2 separate regions of the Mus musculus genome follow, and region 1 is linked to region 2. Evidence: chromatin contacts called from public HiChIP or PLAC-seq data. All regions are on one chromosome and are shown on one strand. Each heading gives the region's core, a stretch centred on a gene start, on an enhancer-like site or on the middle of the called end of the contact. The rest is flanking DNA. Distances are from core to core; before and after follow the strand shown.

Evidence for each region. HiChIP or PLAC-seq counts read pairs in DNA pulled down with a chosen protein or histone mark.
Region 1: a FOXA1 HiChIP or PLAC-seq map of pancreatic cancer cells shows a contact between it and region 2. The contact joins the promoter of Rpsa here to the enhancer-like site in region 2. A contact is called at or near these places in 3 of 39 promoter capture datasets (hippocampal neurons, liver and pre-B cells) and 2 of 115 datasets of contacts at active chromatin or transcription factors (microglia and pancreatic cancer cells).

Annotation. Positions count from the first base shown.
Region 1 is chr9:120,124,985-120,131,124 of GRCm38.p6, reverse strand. It overlaps Rpsa (ribosomal protein SA), which reads right to left and starts at 3,359. Exons shown (of 7, transcript NM_011029.4): 1 at 3,295-3,359; 2 at 2,503-2,668; 3 at 1,849-1,967; 4 at 762-1,007; 5 at 229-357; 6 at 1-125. The coding sequence starts at 2,635. LOC115485682 (a small nucleolar RNA gene) reads right to left here and starts at 2,345; the gene lies at 2,190-2,345. Gm26448 (a small nucleolar RNA gene) reads right to left here and starts at 1,774; the gene lies at 1,572-1,774. It overlaps Snora62 (small nucleolar RNA, H/ACA box 62), which reads right to left and starts at 691; the gene lies at 562-691. It also overlaps a transcript of Slc25a38 not described here.
Region 2 is chr9:119,421,576-119,427,763 of GRCm38.p6, reverse strand. It overlaps Acvr2b (activin receptor IIB), which reads right to left. Exons shown (of 11, transcript NM_001313757.1): 2 at 102-309. Among named protein-coding and RNA genes, the nearest start is that of Exog, 20 kb to the left of the region's middle. Within about 2 kb of position 2,298, at least 102 of the 459 cell types and tissues checked have an H3K27ac peak or open chromatin away from gene starts, as enhancers often do. A contact at or near this core is called in microglia and pancreatic cancer cells, where this site is marked.

The DNA.
Region 1 (6,140 bases), core at 2,110-4,609, 700 kb before region 2:
CCCTCAGACCAGTCGGCCACCTCAGGCTGAGCAGCAGTGAACTCAGGAGCTGGTGCGGTCCATTCACCCTGGAATTCCTCCTTGGTCACAGCCTTCTCAGCAGCAGCCTGCTCCTCCTTCTCAATCTAGTTTTTTAAAAGCACAGAAGGGACAAAATTAGCTTCACTGAACCAGAACCAAGGTCTGCCCATCCCTTGTGGCCCCAGCATATACTAGAGAAAGCCTTACCTCCTCTGGGTCTCTGTAGAAGTAAAGATCAGGCATGACCTCCCAGGGGTGCTCACGGGAGATAGTACCTCGCATGCGGAGTACTTCCCTGGCCAGCATCCACCACATCAGACCCACTGAGTGAGCTCCCTGTAAGGAGGATAGTTATTAAACACAAGCCAGCCCGACTCATGTCACCAGCCCAAGTCTTAGATTCCACACACCCAAATGGCAGCTCATTGCCCGAGGTACAGGAATACACTGGGCACACACAAAATGACCCCCTTCCCCCAAACACTAACAAATCTCTTAACATTCACTTATGAGAACACACAGGCTCAGTTCATGCATCAATTTTGTAGCAAAGGTTACTATCAAACCCCACTCACTGGACCAGAGTGGGGTGTTAGCGAAAACCTTGCCACTCTTTTAGCACACTACCTACACTTGTGAGTTCATCGACCAGCGTGTGACCTCAACTCCAAGCTCTAACAATGTGCAGGGGACGGTGAAGGCTTCCCCAGTGCCTCTGTCAGCTCTGCAAGACCAAGTACCTTGTTGTTGCATGGGATGGCAATGTCCACATAGCGCAGGGGAGAATCTGTGTTACACAGAGCAATGGTGGGCAGGTTGACATAAGAGGCCTCTGTGAGTGGCTGATGGTCAGCCCTGGGATCGGTCACCACTAGAAGCCGTGGCTCCCTGAAGGCTGCTTGGATCTGGTTAGTGAAGGTCCCAGGTGTGAAGCGGCCAGCGATCGGAGTGGCTCCTGTGGCAGCAGCAAACTTCAGCACAGCTCGCTTTGAAGGGAGATTGAGTCAGCATTATCATGCATGCTTCACGAGGAAACTGCTGATACCCACTTCTAGTCACCTATCAAACACCAAAGCATCAAAGTACTGTGCTGAAGCACATTCTTAGGCTAACTGTAACACCTGCATGATGCCTTAGTGTGAGGCACCTGACTCAAGTTTCTCACATGCCCAAGCCCCCCAAAGGACAGTTACAGGTACTCAGCAAACACCTGACAAATTTATCCGAACACAGAGCAAGCTCATCACCCCCCCTCCTCTGTTTGTGGATAGTTCTTTAGTTAATTTAGGAGTGGTTATCCTGCAATGTACAAAAGTATATCACCCCCACACATGGTGGTTTGGTATTGGATCTCCTTGAACAGAACTATGGATGGTTTTAAGCCACCACGTACCAAAACTATCTCAACAGTTCATATCTCATTGTTTTATCAACTGATATACATGTTAACAAAGACTTAACTTGGCTATTTTGTTTGTGTCTGACGTTGCCTTTCCCTTAAGTCAGCACCAATTTCCTCTAACACAAAGCTCTGTTTGCCACCGAGTCAGCACTGTTTCCTGCATGGTTTGCCTCCTCAGTCACTGTCCACAGGACTCTGAGAAGTCGTAGGAATATGCAGGCGCGGGCACAAAGCCCAGCTTCATCTCCAACGCCGTGGAAAGGGACTGTACGTCACTGGGCAAGGCCTATGCTCCCCTATGCCACTAGGACAGAGCCCAGGGAGAGTGACCTCCTGGGTTGTCCACGTTGGATACTTTGCTTTGTATGCCCAATGTACTCTATCGATTACTGACCCCCAAACAAAAGCACATGCATGCCACAAACCTGGCCAGTGTTCCTGGAGGAGATGACGCTGACGTCAGCAGGATTCTCGATGGCAACAATAGCTCGAGCTGCGAGCAACAGCTTCTCCCAGGTCCTCTTCAGGTTTATGATGTAGATACCTAGGCCAGCAAACGGAACTCTCTGAGGAGCTTCCCAAGGCAGGAAGTCTGGCAGTCACTCTGCAGACCTGGCTGATCAGACTCCTGACTGCCTCCTAAACACTAGGATTAAAGGGTGTGAAACCACCACACCCAGCAACAAGTAGTTTAAAGTGGGTGTCCCAGACAGGCTTGCTAGCCTCATAGCCTTGTGAATGGACACTGTGGGAAGGTAAGGCATACGCATGTGGCAGTGACCACTACCAAACTCCAGTCATAGAGGCAAGCTCTACTGGTGTTAGCGAAAATCCTGCCATAAATTCAATGTAGCACACTTCCGACACTCAGAAGTTCACTGGCCAAGACTGGCCTCCACTCTGAGCTTTAATAGTGTGCAGGGTCAGTCAGTCCTCCATGACCTCTGGCCCCTTCCCACACATCCTCTTAGTTACATCACAAGCCAGAGTAGCACTCCAACACCAACCATTCAGTTACCAGGCACTATACCCATTAGAGCACCATAGTCAGGAACTGACTATCACAGGTGGCAACTGACCGTCACTTTTCCTTTTGTAGATGTACTGCTCCATCTGAAAGTCAAGGTTGGTGCCACCTAAGTGGGTTCCCGCAGCAAGGAATTTGAGGACATCCTCCTCCTTCATCTGCAGGACGTCAAGGGCTCCGGACATTGTGTAAGTTTCCCTTTAAGTTACGATGGGAATCTAAAAAAGGAATAAAATTCATCTTTTTTCTTCTGACACTAGAACTCACAAGATTGCCCTGCCTCCTGAGAGGGGGACTAAAGGCGTATGCCACTAGGCGCAGCACATCATCTGAGCTGAAATGGGTTGTGTTCTTATTCCTCCTTGCCTTTCGATTTTTCTGGCCACCTAGTCACTAAGGAAAGTGACTTTGTCAGCAGAGCACATATAGAAAAACTGGACAGTTGAAGTTAGCGCCTCCGCAGGCACACTGACTACAGGATAGCTACTTAAGTATAGCTGCTTCTTTGCACCGAGAGTTGCGCAAAGGCGGCCATGATCGGGGTGCTTCGGGAGTTGTATTTCGAGACTGGCCGGCAGTTCCCGTCCCATCTCCATGCGCCTCACAAGCACTTTTCCCAGCATCTTGCCGACAGGGCCCTCGAGCGTGGCGCGAACCGCAGAAGGGCCCCGCAGTGGCGCCCGCCCCACCTAACTGCGGGCCAGCACGTGGCGCTGCCGCCAGGAGCCAAGCCGCCCCGGCACACGCAGCCTCGGCGCCCTCCGCGCCCACCCATGGCGCGGGAAGCTAGTAAGCGCGCGTCCCGCGGCGTCCGGAGACGCCGAGGGCTCCACGTGAGACTCACCAAGAACAACGCCGTATGGACCCGTCCCCGGGTAGCGCGAAAGGACGGGCGGCCGGAAATGACGTCCTTAAATAACCCACAGCCAGCCAATGGCAAAGCAGGCTAAGCAAAAAGGGAGAACTTCCGCTCCGGAAAAAGCCTCTGGCGCACGCGCAGATTCAGTGAGTGGGCCCGCTGTAGCGCGCGCGGAGCGGAAGTTAAAGTGGCCCGCGCCTGCGCGGCTGCAGTCGCTGCACAGACCCCAGGCCGGAAGTAGCTGGGGCGAGGGGGGGGAGTGGGGGGGGGGGAGCGAGCGTGGAAAGTCCGTAGCTTTTGGTCCGCTGAGTGACGAATAGGCTTCAAGCTGGGCCACCTATGTCAGGATTAACTCCAGGAGCACACACCCGCCTGCCCCTCTGGTACTGGCTCCTTCCTACATTTGAGAACTACAAAATAGTAGTTACCCAGTAAGATATTACAAAAGTGTTGAAGGGAGCAGGGAGAAATTTGGATGCGTCATCTATTTACAAAGCGTTTATTACTGTATTCCATGTCTCAAGTAATCTAGAGATGACTTGGAGTCTGTGGGAGGGTTGTGGTTATTAGAAAATACCAGACTATTTTTGTTTTGTTTTGTTTTTCGAGACAGGGTTTCTCTGTACAGCCCTGGCTGTCCCGGAACTCACTTTATTGACCAGGCTGGCCTCGAACTCAGAAATCCGCCCGCCTCTGCCTCCGGAGTGCCGGGGCTAAATAAAGGCGTGTGCCACCACGCCCAGCTCAGACCATTTTATATTAGGGACTTGAGCATCTATGGGTTTGGCATCCATAGGTGGTTCTGGAACAAATCCCACAGATACTGAAGGATAACCATATATGCATACAACAAAAATAATAGATCAAAAACCCAGAGGAGTGTGGGTGCAGCTCCGTGGTAGAGTACTAACATCGAAAGGCTCTGGGTTTCTTCAGTTCTTGCTGGGGCAAGAGGACCATGAATTTGAAGCTATAGTCATACTCTGTCTCAAAAATAAATATAAAACGGTAAAACTAAAAAGAACAAAGCATTTAACTTGCCACATCGTGAATGTGTATCAAGATATCTTGTTAAGTAAAACAGAATATTCTAAAATCTATTAAGTGGTATGTTCAGGTCAGGTAGTGGTGGCCTATGCCTGTAATCCTAGCCAGCACTCAGGAGACAGAGGCAAGCAGATCTCTACGAGTTGAAAGCTAGTCTAATCTACAAAAATGAGTTCCAGGACAGCCAAAGCTACACAGAGAAACCCTGTCTTTAAAAAAAAGAAAAAATAGAGTGGCCTAGCTCCCTGCGGCTGTCCTTGGTCACGCTTGGTACCAGGCTGAAGCAGTCAAGATGACCTTATTTCAGCTTAGAAGTGAGCACTGGGTTCATATACTTGTCCCTGTAGGATTTGTCTTTGGGTATTATCTAGACAGAAAGGATGGTGAAAAGCTAACTGCTGCTGGGCCGTGGTATTGCACGCCTTTAATCCTAGCACTTAGGAGGCAGGAGCAGGCAGATTTCTGAGTTCGAGGCCAGCCTGGTTTACAGAGTGAATTCCAGGACACCCAGGACTACACATAGAAACCCTGTCTCGAAAAAAAACCAAAACAACAAAAAAAAGCTAACTGCCTTCAGGAATAAGAGCATGCTATTTCAAAGGGAACTAAGGCCCAATGAAGTTACTTGCAAGTAAAAACTGGTTAAATGACAGAATGTTCACATTTTAAAAGTTATTGGAGAAATAAAAGCATTTATTATTTAATTAGAAAAAAATGACAATAGAAAGTGAGTGGTAGGTCTGGGAATGAAGATTATAAGTAGGTATAAGAGCTTACTGGAGGTCGGGGGTGGAAATGTTCTAAAACTAGTTTATAGGGTCATGGCTGCACTTTTAAACAGGGTCTCACAAGTGGAGGATGACTGAGCTTCCAGCTCTTCTGCCTCTGACTCCCAGTGAGGGAATGCCAAGCCTGAGGACCGGTGTTCCTGTTTGCTCTATTGCTAATGCAAATGAACCCACCAGAACCTTGCATGAATTAGCATGACACTCAGCCGAACATCCAGCCCCAAACCACCAAGCAGTGGGCTTCAAGCAAGTAGGAAGCCTCTTTGAATTCATAATCTCAAGGCACTTTTGTTTTTCCTTCAGTTTTTGAGACATGGTTTTCTCTGTGTAGCCCTAGCTGTCCTAGAACTTGCTCTGTCTAACAGGCTAGCCTTGAACTCAGAGATCTTCCTACCTCTGCCTGCTGGGTGCTGGGATTAAAGGCGTGTGCCACCATGCTCAGTTTCCAAAGCTGTTTTTAAAAGTTAAGTTTTCCCAAAAAAAAAAAAAAGGACTTACTTGGCAGGTGAAAACTTAAGTCACCTTAGAGCTGCTTTGCTAGTCTCAGGGAGTAAGACATACTAGTAAGGCTTACCAACCAGAACTTTTTTATATGTATAAATAAATCCAGGGCTTGATCGGGTAGCCCTCCCTGGCTGACCTGTAACTCTTGAGTCCTACCTGCCTATCTCTCAAGTGCTGGGATTAATGGTCTGTTCCTATTTATTTTTTTTTTTTCCATTTTTTATTAGGTATTTAACTCATTTACATTTCCAATGCTATACCAAAAGTCCCCCATATCCACCCACCCCCACTCCCCTGCCCACCCACTCCCCCTTTTTGGCCCTGGAATTCCCCTGTACTGGGGCATATAAAGTTTGCAAGTCCAATGGGCCTCTCTTTCCAGTGATGGCCGACTAGGCCATCTTTTGATATATATGCAGCTAGAGTCAAGAGCTCCGGGGTACTGGTTAGCTCATAATGTTGTTCCACCTATAGGGTTGCAGATCCCTTTAG
Region 2 (6,188 bases), core at 1,049-3,548:
GCTTGGGATTCTGGGTAGTGCCTCCGAAGAGACCCTGAGATCAGTGGGTGGCCAAGTGCAGCGGGCTACGGCAGCGGGAACGCTCCCGCTCCCCTGTGTACCTGTCGTAGCAATTGAAGTCATCTAGCCAGCAGCCCTTCTTCACCAGCTCGATGGTGCCCGAGCTGTTGCGCCACGAGGCGTAGCAGTGCAGCCGCTTGTCCTGTTCCCCCTCGCAGCGCTCCAGGCCGCTCTGGTTGGTGCGCTCCAGCTCCCAGTTGGCGTTGTAGTAGATGCACTCCCGAGTCTCAGCCTCCCCTCGCCCGGAACCTGCGCCCGAGAGAAGAGAGGCTGAGCACGGTGAGGTGACTTGTAACCAGTCCTGGAGACGACGCCTGCTGAAGGTGCTTGGTGAAGATGCCAACCCACCCCTCTGCTCTCGATACTGGCCCCCTTACCACCCACACATCAACACCTTTTACGAAGACCAGGCTAGTGTTCCTCCATTCCCTGCCCACACCAACCTGGAAGCGGGACCTTCCTGGGACCTTCCTGCGCTCTTTCTCACCTGTGTTCACCAGGTACTGAAGAACAGCTACGCTTACAGGAAAAGGGTAAGCTCCCAGGGTCACCAAGGGTCACTTTTCTCAGACAGGAGGGCTAAGCTACGATTGCAGATGGTTGAACACACCAAACACTCATCACACCTTTGCCCACTTACTCCACCCCTACCCCTGCGCGTGCCCCTTTTTTGCCCCACTATGACCCCATGAACCTTTTAGATATAGGACGGGAAATAATACACAAATCCCAAAGGTATCCTGTTCCCTCGTGGGACATCCGGAGGGCGTGTGGCATTTATTACCTCGTTGACAACCTTATGCAGACACCCTAACGGGAAAGAGCGCTGACTTAGCCTTGCTGCACCTCAATCCACTGGCACCCAGCCTACTCCAATAACCCACCTGAGGCCAGAGGGGCATCAGGGAGGGGGCTCCCACCTGACCCGAGGTTGGCAGGGTGCCAACTGCTAACACTGCTTGGTTCCCCAGGGCCCATTGCAGACAGGAGGATCCTGACTGGCCGTTCTGGAAGAGGAACCCTCAAGACATGCTCACAAGATCTCACGGCGGCAGGCAAAAGCTCCTCCCAGGGAGGCCCCAACTGGGCAAGACGCCAGTCTTAGGGCTCCAGGTAGGACCCGGAAGGTCAGAATGCTACCCAGTCAGAATGGCAGAACCCAGCCTCAGCCCTAGCCATGCCAGGTCCTGTTGGCCTAGGCCCTGACACTTGTGGTGACAACCTGCCAGGTGGCTAGAACTCAGCCTGGCCCAGAAGGGTCTCGGTATCCAGAATGGGGCTCAGACAGGGTGTGCACCGGCTTCTCCCAACCAGGACCTTATTCAAGCACAAGGCTTTAGGTTGTGGATGAGACTCTAAGGGATGAGTATAGGCCGGAAACAAAGCCCGAGCCAGCGCCGGAAGCCAGGGTGGCACCTAGAGTGTCTACAAGCCCTGGCTACTTGTGGCAGGAGTGGGTAGTGGAGCTATGTGAAGCACCCCGTCCAGGGAGGACACAGCTCCTTCTCCCGCGGGAGGAAGCGAAAGCATGTGTGGAGCGCAAACACTCCTAAGTGTCCTCTGCAATTGCTTCCCAGATGCCCAGCTTCCCCCACAGGCCTGCAAGGCTGGCCCTGAGCTGCTGAGCACAGAACGGGTTCCTATGTAACAGATGGCGTGGACAGACTATGAGCAGAGGGGACAAGAAGGAGGGATGGCTTCAACACGAAGCAAGACCCCTGCTATAGATGCTGAGGATGGAACCTGGACTTTGTGTGTACTGTCCGCTCCACCTCTGACCTACACCCATGACTCAGGAGAGTGTCCACCTCCATTCAGACTACAATCAGCCCCTGGAGTCACAAGGGCAACAACAAACAGAGTAGACCTCAGCCTGGCCTAGCTCCAGGCCAGTGTCAGGCACCAGCCCCTCTGGCACAACCATAGGATCCCAGTGGAGAAGCCTGAGAAGGCAACATGAAGCCTCAGAGAGGACCCAACAGCTCACTGGAGCCACCGACCTCCCAGACCTGCCCAGAGCCGACCCTGCAGAGCAGCTTTGAGCTGGCCAGACTGCTGATGCCTCACAGCTGTGCGCCTGGGGCAAGTCACCTAGCCACTCTCTGAGAGGTGACTGACAGCACCTGCCTCCTAGGGTTGTAGCGATCCTTCCAGTCCAGGCCCCACACCAAGCCTGCCTGCAGCTCTGCATCCCATGTGACATTCCACACCCTTCCCACACCACACCCTGGCCACTGCCAGCTGGAGACCCAGGGGGCCTCCCGTTTCCTCTCTCCTCCCTGGCTCCATTTCTTCACACTCTCACACTGGCTATTTATAGCATATGGCAAAATTCCAACCACAAGGCCACAGAGCCCTTTAATAGATGAAGGCCTCCCGCCCACAGCCTAGCAGCCAGGTCAGGAGTCTCCCCAACTGGCCCTGCCTCCCCACCCTACACAGCTGCATTTCCATCAGTCCCCAGGACCACAACCAGGGTGGCTACAGAAGGGGAACCTACAGAAGAGAAAGGGTGGGCAAGGCTGGAGCATCACACACACACACACACACACACACACCCCGCACATATGCATGAACCCATATTGGCAGACTGGGAGGAAAGAACCCGTCAAGTAACTACAGTTTATCTTAGAATCCTTCACTGTGGGGCTAGTGGTTACAAGAACTTATTCTTTGGTTGAAAACAAATGGCTTTGGTTCCCAGCATCCACGTGGTGGCTCACAACCACCTGGAACTCTAGTTCCAGCGGCAATGCACACACTGTGTGCATGCACATTCATGCAAAATACCAACACCATAAAACAAGTTTCTTTTAAATCCTTACTCCAGAGAACCAAACCACTTTAATTCTACTTTTTGGCCTCATCTGTATTTATGTGTCACCTAGACTAACACCCACTTGTCACACCCCAGGCACTGTATGATGGAGAACCCCGAGTGAACCCCTAAGATGACAGAACTAAGTGAAGCAGAGGTTAAGGCTCTTTGCAGGCCACATCCTGAAGTTCCATGTTTCGGAGCCCAGGGACTGCCCAGTGTGACCTCACCTGGTTCACCGGCTGGACCCTCGGGTTATGTACAGCTGTCATGTGAGCAAAGCCATCACGCATGAAGCTTCTTGGTGAGCGTTTCCTCCCGTCCTGGGAATGCTGAGCCTAAGCAGCTTTGATTCAGTACATTCTTCCAAATCCTTCTCCAAAACAATCGACCCAGTTTCCGAGAGCAGCCCACCGAGGCACACCCTCAGCCGAGCTCCCCTGGGAACACTGGCCAGCCTTCCCACTTCCTGGCCAGGTACCTTCTCCTTATGCTGAGGGAAGTCTATGCTCATGGGTATCGCTGTGCAGTAACCATTTTTTGTTCATGCTATCAAAAGGCCAGGTGGTGGTGGTGCACGCCTTTAGTCCTGACACTCCCGCACTTGGGAGGCAGAGGCAGGCAGATTTCTGAGTTTGAGTTCCAGGACAGCCAGGGCTACACAGAGAAACCCTGTCTGTGGAGAAGGTGAGTATGTCTAGCTGGTGCTAACTTACCTAGAACATTTCTTGTGGCGTTTTCCCAATTTATCTTTTCCTTCCTACTTTCATTTCAAAGCTTTCTGCCCACTTGAGCTTTCTACAATTCAATCTAATGCTTCCTTAAAACCGGAGTCCTAACACATTCATGGTTAAACTCTATTCCAATCTCCATTTGTTCCTTGTTTTCTTTTCTTTCCTGCAGTTCTGTCGGCTGATCAAACACAGCACTTCATGCAAGCTAACCACTGAGCAACAGGGATTACCACCTGTGACCTGGAAGCTCAGGTTCCCTTCTGTCCCAGCATTAGCTAATCTGAAGTGTACCTGAGACTCTACATCTGCATTAATCTGCCTTTCCACCACCTCTCCCTGAAGCGTCTAGATTAATTCCATCACCTTTCGACTTTCATTAATATGAAATCCGCATGGGAATAAACTGTGAACAGATTATACTCAGTATTCAATATTTTTGCTGTCTGTATACATCTCTAAAACATTATTTGTGGTTTATACAGCCAAGGCTGCTTTTTTGCGGCTATAATGGGATCTTGGGACTAGGTATATTAGCTCCCTTTCTCGGGAGTTATTTTGGCTCATCATCTGTGGGGAGGAAGGAATCTGAGGGCAGAAATGTGAGGTGACCAGCAACACCGATGGATCGATCAGCAGGGGCAGGAGCTCAAGGCTGCTTGCTCGCTGGGGGGCTTCAGGAGGCAGGCTCGGGCTGCAAGCAGGGCTGGGCTTCAGGAGGCAGGCACGGGCTGCAAGCAGAGCTGGGCTATCAAACCTTAAGACCACCAGTGAGATGCCAAAGCTTTTATATTCAGGCTCCATTTTAGAGCACATGACCTAAGTTTAAACTTACGTAGACTAACAGGCTGGTATCTAGCATTAGTTTCCAAGTTGCCCCCCAACAGAACCTGAGCCTAGCTCTAGTCTCTAGGCTAATCCCCAACAAGAGCAGAGTTTCCAGGTTACACCCCCAACAAGACCAGTGTCTCCTGGTTATCCCCCCAACAAACCCGTACCCCAGGTTACAAGCCCCTTGCCTAACAACCACCAATGCAGAGGGGAGCAGAAGTTAAGTTTATGATAGGACTCCCAGCACCAGCCAACTGTGTTAAGGGCCATAGGAGCTTCCCAATTAGATGCTTGCACACATGCATTCCCTGATTGATGCTTACTATAAAGCCTTGCCCTGATAGACATTTGGGGCTCCCCCACTACCAAAACCATCCTACATGATGGTGATGTGCTGGAGGGGCCAGAGCTAGCTCAAATAAAATTAAAGACCCTGTTGTGAGTTTCATCAGATTGGCTCCTTTGTGTGTTTTGGGGGATCACTGACATTTCCCTGGCACAACACCAGCAGAGATCCACTTCTTCTAGCTAAGCCCTGACTGTCAAAGGCTCCAGAACCTCTGAAAACATCCGCAACTGATAGAAACAGTGTTCAGTCACATGAGCCCATAGGGACATCTCATAGGCAAACCATAACAAGGGTTCTCACTGTTTTGGGGTCCAAATGCTACTTTAGAGCCACGCTCGTCTTCCAGCCTCTACTGCTAATAAACCGTCCAGTGTTGGGGGAGGGGTGGCAATGGTGCTCTGTGCTGTTACAGCAGCAGCAACACACTCAAGTATCTGCATCCGCCACTTTTCACATCTCTGTGATCAAACACCTGACAACCGGTAACTTCAAAGAGAGAAGCAGGAGACAGAAACTCAGTCCTCAGCTAGGTCCCTCCTTTTCTCCATGGTTCAGCACCTGATCCAGGGTGGGTCATCCCTCTCTTCCAACCTCTCTGGAAATACCCTCAGACACTTCCAAATGTGGACCTCGCTAACAGCCCAGTCTAGCTAGCTGAGGGTGGAAATCAGCCATCACCCACCACCCCCTTTTCATATTGTCCTAGTTTGTCACTTGGTAATTCCTTAAGATCTCCCTTCCAACGCACTGTTTCTTCCTTTTACTGCGTCTAATCTGTGTATCTCTTCCACTTAAAATTTCTACTTAATTTTTTCTGTAGCTCTGGCTATCCTGAAACTCCCTATGTAGACCAACCTGGCCTTGAACTCATAGAGATCCTACTTTTGCCTGTCAAGAACAGTACCAGGCTTGTGTGTGTGTGTGTGTGTGTGTGTGTGTGTGTGTGTGTGCGCGCGCGCGCTAGGAAAAGAACTCAGGTGCTCTGGAAGAGGCAGGAATGTCCCTGACTGCTAGACCATCCCCTCAGCCATCATCATCCTAGGTTAATTTTACATTCTATTTTTTGGGTATCTCCGAATTCCTGTCTAACTTACTTTTTAAAGTTTACTCTATTTATTTGTTTGTTTATTTATTTTTAGTTTGTTTGTTCTGAGACAGGGTTTCTGTATAGCCCTGCCTATCTTGGAACTTGCTCTGCAGATCAGGCTAGCCTCTAACTCAGATTCACCTGTGTCTGTGAGGTGAAGTTGGAGGTTGTTCAAGGGGATTGTTTGCAGTTTGTTAGTAGTCATGCTCAAGAAAAAAAATCTCAGTCTCTCTCTCCTCTATACTTCTCTCTCTCCTGTCTAGTGATGGGGGTGGGGGGACAGGATGAGGGGAATAAAGGGTATGAAAAAAA